Linked DNA regions of Mus musculus: region 2 is linked to region 1. A link is a contact called in public Hi-C data. All regions are on one chromosome and are shown on one strand. Each heading gives the region's core, a stretch centred on a gene start, on an enhancer-like site or on the middle of the called end of the contact. The rest is flanking DNA. Distances are from core to core; before and after follow the strand shown.

Region 1 (5,499 bases), core at 1,182-3,681:
GCAATGATATCCTAACCAATAGACAATATCATGAGCACGGGAGTTACCTTTAGTTCAGCCATCCTGATGATTGGGGTACCACACATTGAGATTGTTCAAAGGGATTATACTGGATTTAGACTGGGGGAAAAATAATGTATCAGGTCTGGGATGCGATCTTTCTGGTTTCTTACTGTTTCTGGTTTTCTTTTCCTGGTACAAATCTAGATCATGTCTTCTTTCATGTTCCTAGAGCTGTCATTTTATCCTGCCCTTCACACCATGAAATTTGCTGGTGAAGTTGTTATCCCATCATTTACTATGAGAGAATATCACTCATTTAGTATATGATTCTAGCAAGGGGTTCGTGAAAAGAGAATGCTGCTCTGTTGTATGATATGAATTTGAAACTAAGCCACCCTTTCAGAAGAAAATGCCCTGCATGCTGTTTCCCGCCTTGTTCAAAGTTGTAGCAGATCTTTGATGTAGTTTTGAGTTATACGATTGACCCCCCTCTCCTTTTAAGTGGCATTGTAAGACTCTCAAAAATTAATGGGGAGATCATTTCCGCATAGTTTGAGAATCAAGTCTTTGTGAGTATCCCAGTTCTGTCAATCATCTATATGCATTTCTTAGGGGAGAACTTCTAATAAACACAAGTTTTTTTTCATTCATAGCTGGTGTGATAGTGAAATGGAGATAATTGGTATAAAATGTTTAGTATGATGTTTGTATGGTGATTGCTTAATAACTGTCAAAATATTTCCAAATAATCTACATTTTAAAATTGAGCTTTTATGAAAAGACTCCTTCAGTATTTTTAAAACCACTACCTATTTATTTAAAATAAGATATTTTAAGATATAATTTACATATCTTATTTTAAGAATATTTAAAAGTGATGTTTCCATATAATACATGTAACAGTATTATCACTTGAATACATTCCTTGTCACTAAACCCAGAGTAAGGCTTACCCTGGAGGACTCTGTAGGCAGAAGATGGGATCAAATGACTTTCACTTTTCCTCAGCATTCTGTCCTGTATTTCCATGGAAACCGGGCACATAGTTTTGATTCGGGTCATCCTCTCCGCCCACAGAACCTTTCAGCTCTCCAGGCAATTGTAAAAGTATCTTCTTTTCTGGTTTGTTTTTATTCTTTGTAATTACAGCTGGAGCTCCAGCAGAGACTGAAGTAAATGATCCCCTGCTCCCTTGGAAGTCCTAGAGATCTTCGGGTTTAGGCAAGCTTGGTTATTCCCCCCAAACTAAAAGCACATCAAGTTGTTAACAGACCTTGAATGCAGCACTTGAAGATGCTCTGCAGTCCTGGAGAATAGCCTAGGTAATTCCAAGGGTTCTTCTTGATCCTCTCTGTGAAAGGATGTAAAGTCCTATCAGTACCCATCACTTGCTCTACCTCCATGCCTTGCTCTGCCATCAGTTCACAGAGGAAGCTCAATAGAAGATAAGTAAGATAGCACTCGTCAACATTTCAATCTGGGTGGGGAGATCTTACAAGACCCCACCCTAGATAAAGGGCTGTAGGAAAACAGTGGCAGCTTAGAGAGGAGGAAGTCAGTCTGTCTTCTCCAGAGAAAAGTCCCCAGAGAGGTGATTCAATCCATCTCAAGTGGTACACCCTACACAGACATATAGATGAGAGCAACACTAAGTGGATTCAGAAGGAAATTGTATAGAGAGTTGGAGAAAGCGAGGGAGAGATGTAACTATAATATTTAATAAGTATTCAATTAATTAAATTAAATTAAAAAAATAAAGGTCAAGAACTTGAGAGGGGGACATGGGAAGAGTTAGAAGGAGAGAAGATGGGATTTAATGATGTAAATTGTAGTCACATATGAAATCTTCAATACATTTTTTAAAAGAAAAAAAGAAAAATGCTCGCTTAGTTCCCAGGAAACCAACTGATCGCTTTTTGCACGTTGTCTGTTGTTGTCTTCCAAAGGCCCCTTGTCACATTTTTCTCTTAGTACGACAATACTGCTGGCAAGTCTGTTTTTCCTCATCAGCTATAATCTTCACTATACCAGAAAACAAATTAACCTATAATCTTCACTATATTAGAAAACAGATTAACCAATAGGAGAATGGATGTGCTTTTTTTTTTTTTTTTTTTTTTTTTTTTGGCTTAATTGTCCTCTTAGTAATCAACCCTCCAAAGTTGTGTCAGACAAGCCTTTTTAAGTTGGGTAACATAATGTCCCTGTCTCACTGGTTTATTCTCCCTGCTTCAGTTGGTCTTCAGTGTCTGGAAATTGCAGAGAGTAGAAGAATTACTACTTTGAGATTAGTACTTTTCCAGTAACCAGTTCTTGAGACAGATGTTATTTCTTAAGGTAAACCACGTTCTTGCGATTACTCATGGTCCACTCTGGGATGAAGCCACTGTCGGCAATGTGTAGTCCTTTCTCCGCAGAGTTCTGGTGTGGGAGTCTCCCATGACTCACCTCCTTCAGAGTAGCTGATCCATCATCAAGAAAACACTGTCTGAACTGGACCTGGAAACAAAATAGAAAACTATGTGAACTTTCTGAGGAGTTCAAGATTATGTGGAAACTTTGAAAACTTGCCATTTGGGCTATATGTGCATCTTGTGTTTTTCTTGGTTATTCAGTCTTCCTCTTGAAGCACAAGACTTGAAGCTACAACTCCTTTTTTCAGCGGTGCCTATCTTCACTATCTTCACAATTTTTGTTAGAGGTCAATATTTGTTTCTACTTGACCATTTATTTACTTATTATCTGGCAGGTACTAAATTCAAGTTAATCCTAGAAGCAAAATCTACCTTACAGATTTTAAGGGATACTAAAAGTTGCTAAGAAGTTTCTCAAGGTAAGCTAGTTGATTGAACTGCCAAACTTTAAAAGCAAGCATGATATAGAAATCTGTCCTTGCTTTACTAAGTTCGAATATCCCCTCCAAAAGAGGAATTGAAGTTTATTCATCACTATTTCAGAACTGGGAGGTGGGCCCTTTAAGAAGTGTCTGGGTGGTGCTGAGTCTGTTCTCACAGATCAGTGCCACCACTGCAGGTGTGTATTTTACAAAAAGCGTGAGTTCATTCTGACTCCCCGTGTCTGCCTAGCATAGATGGGCTGCTGCCCATTTGTTAGATTGCTGGTGCCCATGGAACTTTGCAGCACCCAGGACTGTGTGCCCAGTAATCATCCATTGTTTATAAATTATCCAGCCTGTGGCATTCTGTTAGGCTGTGTGAACTGGAATAAGACACTAAGTCATGTTGAGGAAACAGCTACTGCCTTTTCTTGTTGCTTTGCAGCAGGCTGCCCCAGTGATTTGCTTTCTTTCTTCTCTCTCTCTCTCTCTCTCTCTCTCTCTCTCTCTCTCTCTTAAAATAATTCTTGCTGTTTCGGGTAGTTGTATGCCAACCGGGCCCATCTGGTGCTATTTTTCTAGAATATTACAGGACTGCTTTCCTACTCAAAGATAACACTTTCACATGTCCTTAAAGCTTTTCTTGTCTTCATCCTTGCAGTGGTCACTCTACTGTAATCAGTTTGCCACAAGCTGGATTCCAATAAGAAATGGTGGAGGGGGGGATGGAGGATGATAGAAGGATCCGTAGCAGCTGTGTGGATAATGGATACTGACATCAGTCCTGTACACAGGCTCGGCTCAGCAGAGTCCTTCCCATAGCAGGAACTGCCTCGCTGCCAGCCATGGCTGCACTCCAGCACTCTGGTGGCAGACTGCATGGCAATGCAGGTATTTTGGGAAACACTACCATCTCAAATAGCTGAGAGCATACATAACCAAAAGCCCTTGAGAGGACAGTGTGAAAGCTTCTGGTATGTTGATAATTTCACTTTGATGTATAAAACTCACAGATTGTCTTGTGAAATCAACTTTCTGCCAGGAAGTCATAATTACGGAACCAAAGTCAAAGGCACAGTATAGCAGTGAAACCCTGTGTCCAGCTTGAGATGTTTCCTCTCAGCACTGAAGCCTCTTAAGATGCTTCCTAGAGAGTAGATTTCTGATGATACAGGCAAGAACAGTCGATATGTAGAACACTACTAAAATTTGAAAATGTTCAACCATAGCAAGAAAATGCCCACTATGCCAAAGCAAGTTAACAATATTTAGGTGGAACTATACACCTTCAAAGATTAATATCTCATCGGACATGTGTGCAGTATTCCCCCTCATTATCTGTAGGCATGAACAGAAAAGGCAGTCCCAGGAGTGAACTCATCAATGAGGTTCCACATCCAGAGGTTGGAAGTAATGCTTGTTTCTATACAATTGTACAATTTCTTTGATCGAGGCTGAAGGAGCAGAAGTCTTACCTATCAAGAGTAAAGTCTATTAGAAAAGTCACATGATGAAACTGCTTACCTCATTGTAAAGGTAACAAACCAATTCTGGCTTAGGTTACCAGAGATCTGAGGGTCAGGATTCTACCTCATCCTTGTGACACTCAGGTCATTTATCAGTTTATCAGAAAGATCACTACTTTCCCTGAATGAACACATCATTGAGAGTGAGAATTCCACTGCTGACAAATTGACATGAGAAGAGCATGGGGTCTTAGCCATGAGCCAGGTGCTTCCCCCAAGGCCAGGTGTTCCTGCACATAGATGAGGGTGCTCTCTCAAAGGGACCATGGCCTTCCCTCACATAGGCTGGAGGCCTCCTCACATAAGCACATTTGTTATGTCATGTTGTCAGGTGCCTTCTTTTACATGAACTGGGGCATTCCTATGCATTGGCCTTAGTACTTCTCACGGGAATGAGAGTGCTCCCTCACATTGGCCAGAGTGTTCCTTCACAGAGCTTGGATGCTCCCTCACATAGATATGAATGGGGTCCCTAGCTCATGCTATCCCACTCTCAAATGGGTGTAGAAACTCACTACATGGATCCAAGCATAGTCCCTCATAGGAGTTGAGTGTTCCCCATAGGGATGAGAGTATTGCCTCAGAGATCAGGATGCATCTTCAAAGAGGCCATGGTGCTCCCTCATCAGTTCCAAGACAAGTACTCCTCATAGGGGACTTGGTGCCCCTTTGATATGGGTGAAAAGCATAGTGGTCACAACAATTCTAGCCAGATCTAAGGCCTCTACTTCTCATTAAATGATTCTTTCATGAACTAAACTAGAAAGACATGTTTACCTAAACCCAGCAAATAATAGTATTCTAAATACAAATGGAATTCATTAAGTGGCCTCCGAGTACACAGCACCCACACAACTTGTAAGGAAGACACATAAGGAAGTTACAACTTCTCTGTCCTTATTTTTCACTCTAGGTTAAACAGGCTATTTATACAGCCATATACAAGGAAAAACAAAATGACTAGGTACCCAACGAAGCCCAGTGTAGTAAGAACAGGTAACATTTTGTCATTTGTCAAGATTGTTGTGTATCTCTGTGGGATTCTAGCACAGTCTTATGAAGAATAGTTATGCGCAAACAGTCATTGATCTGGTTTTCTCTCTGTTGCTTTGATAAAACACTAATCAAAAGCCG
Region 2 (5,499 bases), core at 2,239-4,738, 490 kb before region 1:
TTTGCTTTGGGGTACCTGTGATGCCAGCATCCTTATCTTGGGTATAATGTTCAGGCACCTCATCTGCCAAGCAATCCTCAGTTGCTTGTTCACCCACTGTTGCCATGACGACATGGGGGGGGGAGTGGACATCTAAGTAGGGAACATCAAAGGACTTGTGACACTTCCCTCCTCTAACTTGCAAAGTAAGCTAGCTCAATCAGATTCCCTCAGTGAAGAACTTGACATCAAATTCGCAGGGAAGTTTTAATAAAAAAGTATGCCTGGCTGAAGCGAAGGTAGCCAATGACACAGGCCACTCTGGAAGGTGTGTAAATAGATAGTGCCCTTCTGGAGGGAAGAGACTGCTTAATGATCAGGAATGCAGAGTAAGAAAAAGTCTTAAAATCTGCTTTCTGTTCCTCAGGCCTGGTTCTTAACCTGGTTCAACATAGCAAAGACTCCTTCAGTATATTTTTGGAAGCTTTTTCAAAATGATATGCACTTTACTAAGCCCATAGTGTGATTTAATCAAATCTCCCACAGCCAAAGGGGTCTTTTCCACATCCCCCATTGAGTTCCAAGAGATCATACCTTCTAATTTCTATGCTTGTGAAACCCTGTTGCTTCATTCAGAAAATGACTCTATTTTGTTCCTGCCCTCGCCTATCTCAGTTTTCTCTAAGTTCTTAATATTCTGCAACAAAAATGAAAAGTAAAACAGCACAAATGTAAAAGCAAAGACAGAAAGACAGACAGACTTTGACTAAGGTTCCTTAGTAAGGTTTTATGCTCTTAATTATTCTCTATGCTGGCTGCTATTTCATGGCCACAGTTGAGACTGTTATACAGTAAATGTTTGAAGACTCCAATGACTTAACAGGCATTTGAAGTCTTCTGCAGATCTAGTCAGACCCACATACTCCATGAGCTGGCTTGTCTTCCCAGTAGCTACAATCAAATAGCACAAACATCATTGGGTGTTTCTACAGTCACCCAGCAGGAGAGCAGAAGGCTCAAGCAAGGTTGAGCCCCAGCTATCAAGAGTGTCTGCCAGAGGTGGCACTCATAAATGACCCCACTCACATTTCATTGGCATGAGCTCATCGCTGGACCACACCTATTTTCATAGAGAGCAATGGTATGTAATCCTCTCACATGCCCACAATTAGAGGAAAACCAAATGTTTATAAAAGGTAGTAGTGCCCATTTGAATTTCTAAATAATCTACTCAACCCCATGGGGCCATCAGACTACTATTTGACATCAGTGACTACGAATGTATTTTAATTGCATTTCACACATGAGAATACTTCTAAAATGAGTATGGATCCAGGACTGGCTTTTGGTGTTTGCCCATCTTCTCTGGAAACCTTATGGTCCTATACCAGATTACTTTCATGAATATCTTTTGTTATAATCTTTCTAGACTCCTACCAAGCTAGGGTGCCAGCTTTAGCTTTCCAGGGCCTCAGTAGGTAGGCAGTGATAGAGTAGCAATTGACAATGATTAACAATGTACAATAGGGTTGAATTAAAAAGAAACAAACAAAAAGACAAATTCTCTTCCTTCAAACTCTTTTTATAAATTACATTTTAAAAAATTGGGTGGCAAGACTTGATCACAAGAAGGCAGCCTTACAAAGGGATCCCTATGCCAGGTGTGGACTACTTCCATATGCAACTTGTAACACACTGTCCTTGCAAGATACAAAGAAACCATGCTAGAACTGAGCTACAAGATTCTTCCCTGCTATAGAGTTCACTCACAGAGAGGCATCCATCCTTGATACCGTATGAATCTTGTCAAAAACTTACGCCTGTGGAGGTCAACTAGCTACTGATGCTTAGCCAAATTGGCATAGCCTCCAACTATCTTCTAGTATTCACATTTATATTTATATTATTTATTTATATTTATATCCCTAGGCAAATGTTATTCTTGATCATAATGACTGTAACATTTCATGGACCTAGTGAACTATTGTGAATACAGAGACTCATGGCTGCTCCAAGTGCGGAGAATAAGTGGTAGCCCTCGACAAGACACTTGGAGACACACATACATTCCCCGCCCAGAGACTTAGGAAACATTTTGGAAGAAAATCCGGTAAAGATATAAGAGCTGTTAAACAGGAGAAGGGCGAACCAATGCCATCTCTTGAGCATGCCACTGCTACTACAAATCATAAAGTCACAGCAGCTATTGTTGCTTATACTGGGCCTGCACAAAAATGGGTCTGTCAGCAGTCAGGCATGGATGTAGGAGTGGCTTATGAGGCCACACCCCTTTTGCTGATATTCAGGCTACTTACTGATTCTGGGACACAGAGATAGGGTAGTCATTGTCTTCAGCTCTGGACTCACTGGTGACTTCCCCAGGTTTCTCTGCATAGTCCCAAACCCATGGTTACACAGACTGCCTAGTCCAGGTTAAATGATTTGAATCATAATTCAAAACAAAAAGGTATAAATGTAAGAAAGACTGGAAAGGAGGGGAAGGGTTGGGTGGGAGTTTGAGAGAGATCAGAGAGGTTACAGGGTAAGAGTGATAAGTGTGTATTAAATACTTGTATGAAATTGTCACCAAATTAATTGTTAAGTAAATAACATGTTTTAAAGTTCTTTTAATGTACAAGTGAAAAAAAGTTCTTTTCTTACTTTATGAGTTTTAAACATATTTTCTATGAATATGAACATATATTTATATGATACATGTATATATATATAGAATGTGTGACTAACACAATTTTGTGAGTCATAGCCTTTTCTTAAATGTTAGTATTGTTAATTTAATAATATAGGAGTTTTTTCAAAACCCAAGCAGTTTTTATGGTTATCCTGTTTGGGAACTGTTTTAGTTAGCAAAACATATTTTTGTCATCTAATTCTGTTGCTCCTATACTGTTATGGTTAATCTTCTATGTCAGCCTGGCAAGTGTGGAATACCCAGGCATTTAGCTAATTATTAATCAAGATGTTGCTATGACGGCATTTTATAGATACACTAATCCACTCGTCATCAATTGGCTTTAAGTAGATTACTGTAGATAGCACTGATGAGCCTCACCCCACCATTTGAAAATCTGATGAATAAAATCTGTGAGGCATAAAGCAAGGACACAGAAACATAGGGACATTGGCTCAATCCCACAGGAGAGCCTGAGTATTTATAAGTCACCGACCACTGCCGCTGGACGCACCCGGACAAGACAGCCTGGTAAACACATCCAGCGGCAGTGGTCAGTCTCTGGGAAGACAGCCATAGGTCTCTGGGAAGACAGCCATAGGTCTCTGGGAAGACAGCCATAGGGGGCCATGAGTTCTTCACACTCTCCAGCTCTCTCCACAAACAGAGAAAATGCTGGGACAGCTGGAGACACAGGTAAAGGCACCCTGGAGCGGTCACAGGGATGGAGAAGACCAGCACAGTCATCATACCTTTTGATCAGGATTGAAAAGGACTTGTAAAGGGGGCTGGGGCAAGGGAAATAACCAAGCCTCCTTGAAAAAAAAAAAAAACCACATCTCATACAAGACTGAATTGTGTGGTTTCCAGTGGGTTGGTCTCACTATCCAATCCTATTCTCTCTCTCTCTCTCTCTCTCTCTCTCTCTCTCCCTCCCTCCCTCCCTCCTCCCTTTCCCCCTCCCCCTTCCCCCTCCCCCCTCTCTCTCCCTCCCTCCCTTTCCCCCTCCCCCTTCCCCCTCCCCCTCTCCCCCCCTCCCCCTCTGCTTTCAATTCTCACAAAAATGACTATTTTATTTCCTGAGATTCTTGAGTCAAACAACATACCCTTTAATTCCTTTATGGTTAAAAAAAAATGTATTACTAAGACAGGAAATACTTTGACTAAAATTGGAGTGACACTCTGTTCCAGGTGTTTGGAGCTAGGTCCTCTCCCCAGCCTGGGAAGGATTAGGTGTATACTGAGAGTGTTTTATTTGTTCAGATCTATTTCATATATGACTCATCCACATGATTCTACAGGTCAGCATCTCGAGTTCTATAGCTCGGAACGGAGCCCACATGTCCTCTTTCCCCGAATGCTTTCTTCTCTGCAAAGCTGAAGACGTTTCTTCTTTCTCTGGAAGCTTAGAGTTGTGCTGCACAGTGATCACCCACCATATTATTCCACGTCTGGATGGGAAAAGTGGAGAAAGGGTTCCCCAGAGAGAATGAGATGGGATTCACAATGTCTGAAAAGAACAGAGAGAAAAGGATGACTCCTGGTAACTCACTTCCTGAATTCATTACATTCCCGAGGACCAAATGTGTGTCCCTAAGGTCAATGTGACCCCACTGTACTTTAACCATTCTTTACTGTCCTGTGCCAAAGTTGTGTCACACTTCAGTTATGAATAATCGGCGTGTGTTAGTTAGCTTTTTAATACTGTAACAAGATACCTTAGATTAACTTATAATAGAGAAATGTTTGCTTGGATTCACTTGTTTAAGTCTATGTCTGACTGGTCCCATGACTTGGTACTGTAATGGCTCATTGTGGCATGAGCATGTGGCCAAAAAAAAAAAAAAAAAAAAAAAAAAAATCAATTCCCATGTGGCTGGAGAGAGTGAAAAGAGAAAAAGAAAGCTTTATGGTCTTGTGGTAATCTTTGCCACTAATGGCTGGAAGACTTGCTACTAGGTCCTATCTTTGAAAGTCCAGACCACACTTCCTAATCATACCTACCAGGAACCAAGCCTTATTATACAAGCCTTTGGAGAACATGTCAGAGCCAATCTATACCACTAGAATCATTAATAACAAGGGCATTTTATTTGTAATATCTAAGACTTGGAAGGGATCAAGATGTCCTCCAGTAGGTGATATAAACGAACAGTGTCATATTTGGTTAGCCCTAGAAGAAATGAGGGATGGTGAAATTAAACTCATATTGCACACAATATGACAATCTGAAAACATTCATTCTAGAGGATTCCAGCTGTATGGTCTTCTGGACAATGAAAAAAATATATATATTAATGTGTTTCTATAACAAAATGCCTGGAGCTGAGTTTCTTGCAAAGAAACAAGACTAACTTAGCCCACAGTTTTAAAAGTCAAAAAAATGATGACACTGGAAACATAACAATGGCAGGTCATACACAGAAGAAGACACCTGATGAAACCAGAGCCCCAGGGATTCTGAGGTCACGCTTACTTTTTATAGCCCATTCGATGGAACTAACTAGGGTTTCCTGATATCTGTATTGATCTCTTTTAAAGGAGATGACCACTCCTGACCTGATTACCTGGCACTAGGCTTCTTCTCTTAGAGGTTCTAGAACCTCCTAACACTACCATGCTTTCTACCATGAGACCTTCCAACATATGAGACTCTTGAAGGAAGGGCTCTATCTCCAAACCACTGCCCTATGTTAACTGTAGAACAAGTAGTAGCTTCCAGGAGATAACAGGGAGAGTGTAGTTCTAGAGGAACGGGATGGAACCAACAGTGAAAAATCTGTGTGGAACAACTTTGAGTGCATGGAATTACACGTTTGCCCAAACCCACA

Evidence for each region. Hi-C and Micro-C count contacts between places; a contact is called where the count stands out from the background.
Region 2: a Hi-C map of the C2C12 cell line shows a contact between it and region 1, with 2.9 times the contacts expected there. The contact joins two enhancer-like sites. A contact is called at or near these places in 6 of 39 promoter capture datasets (the 3T3-L1 cell line, 3T3-L1-derived adipocytes, the C10 cell line and 2 more), 1 of 15 datasets of contacts at CTCF or cohesin (the NIH/3T3 cell line), 10 of 484 Hi-C or Micro-C datasets (the C2C12 cell line, the Patski cell line, bone marrow-derived macrophages and 5 more) and 5 of 115 datasets of contacts at active chromatin or transcription factors (the NIH/3T3 cell line, PVALB interneurons, bone marrow-derived macrophages and 2 more).

Annotation. Positions count from the first base shown.
Region 1 is chr3:136,163,798-136,169,296 of GRCm38.p6, reverse strand. The region is part of intron 7 of Bank1 (B cell scaffold protein with ankyrin repeats 1); the gene reads left to right. Among named protein-coding and RNA genes, the nearest start is that of Bank1, 160 kb to the left of the region's middle. Within about 2 kb of position 2,431, at least 47 of the 459 cell types and tissues checked have an H3K27ac peak or open chromatin away from gene starts, as enhancers often do. A contact at or near this core is called in the C2C12 cell line, where this site is marked.
Region 2 is chr3:136,655,665-136,661,163 of GRCm38.p6, reverse strand. No RefSeq gene overlaps it. Among named protein-coding and RNA genes, the nearest start is that of Ppp3ca, 12 kb to the left of the region's middle. Within about 2 kb of position 3,488, at least 19 of the 459 cell types and tissues checked have an H3K27ac peak or open chromatin away from gene starts, as enhancers often do. A contact at or near this core is called in the C2C12 cell line, where this site is marked.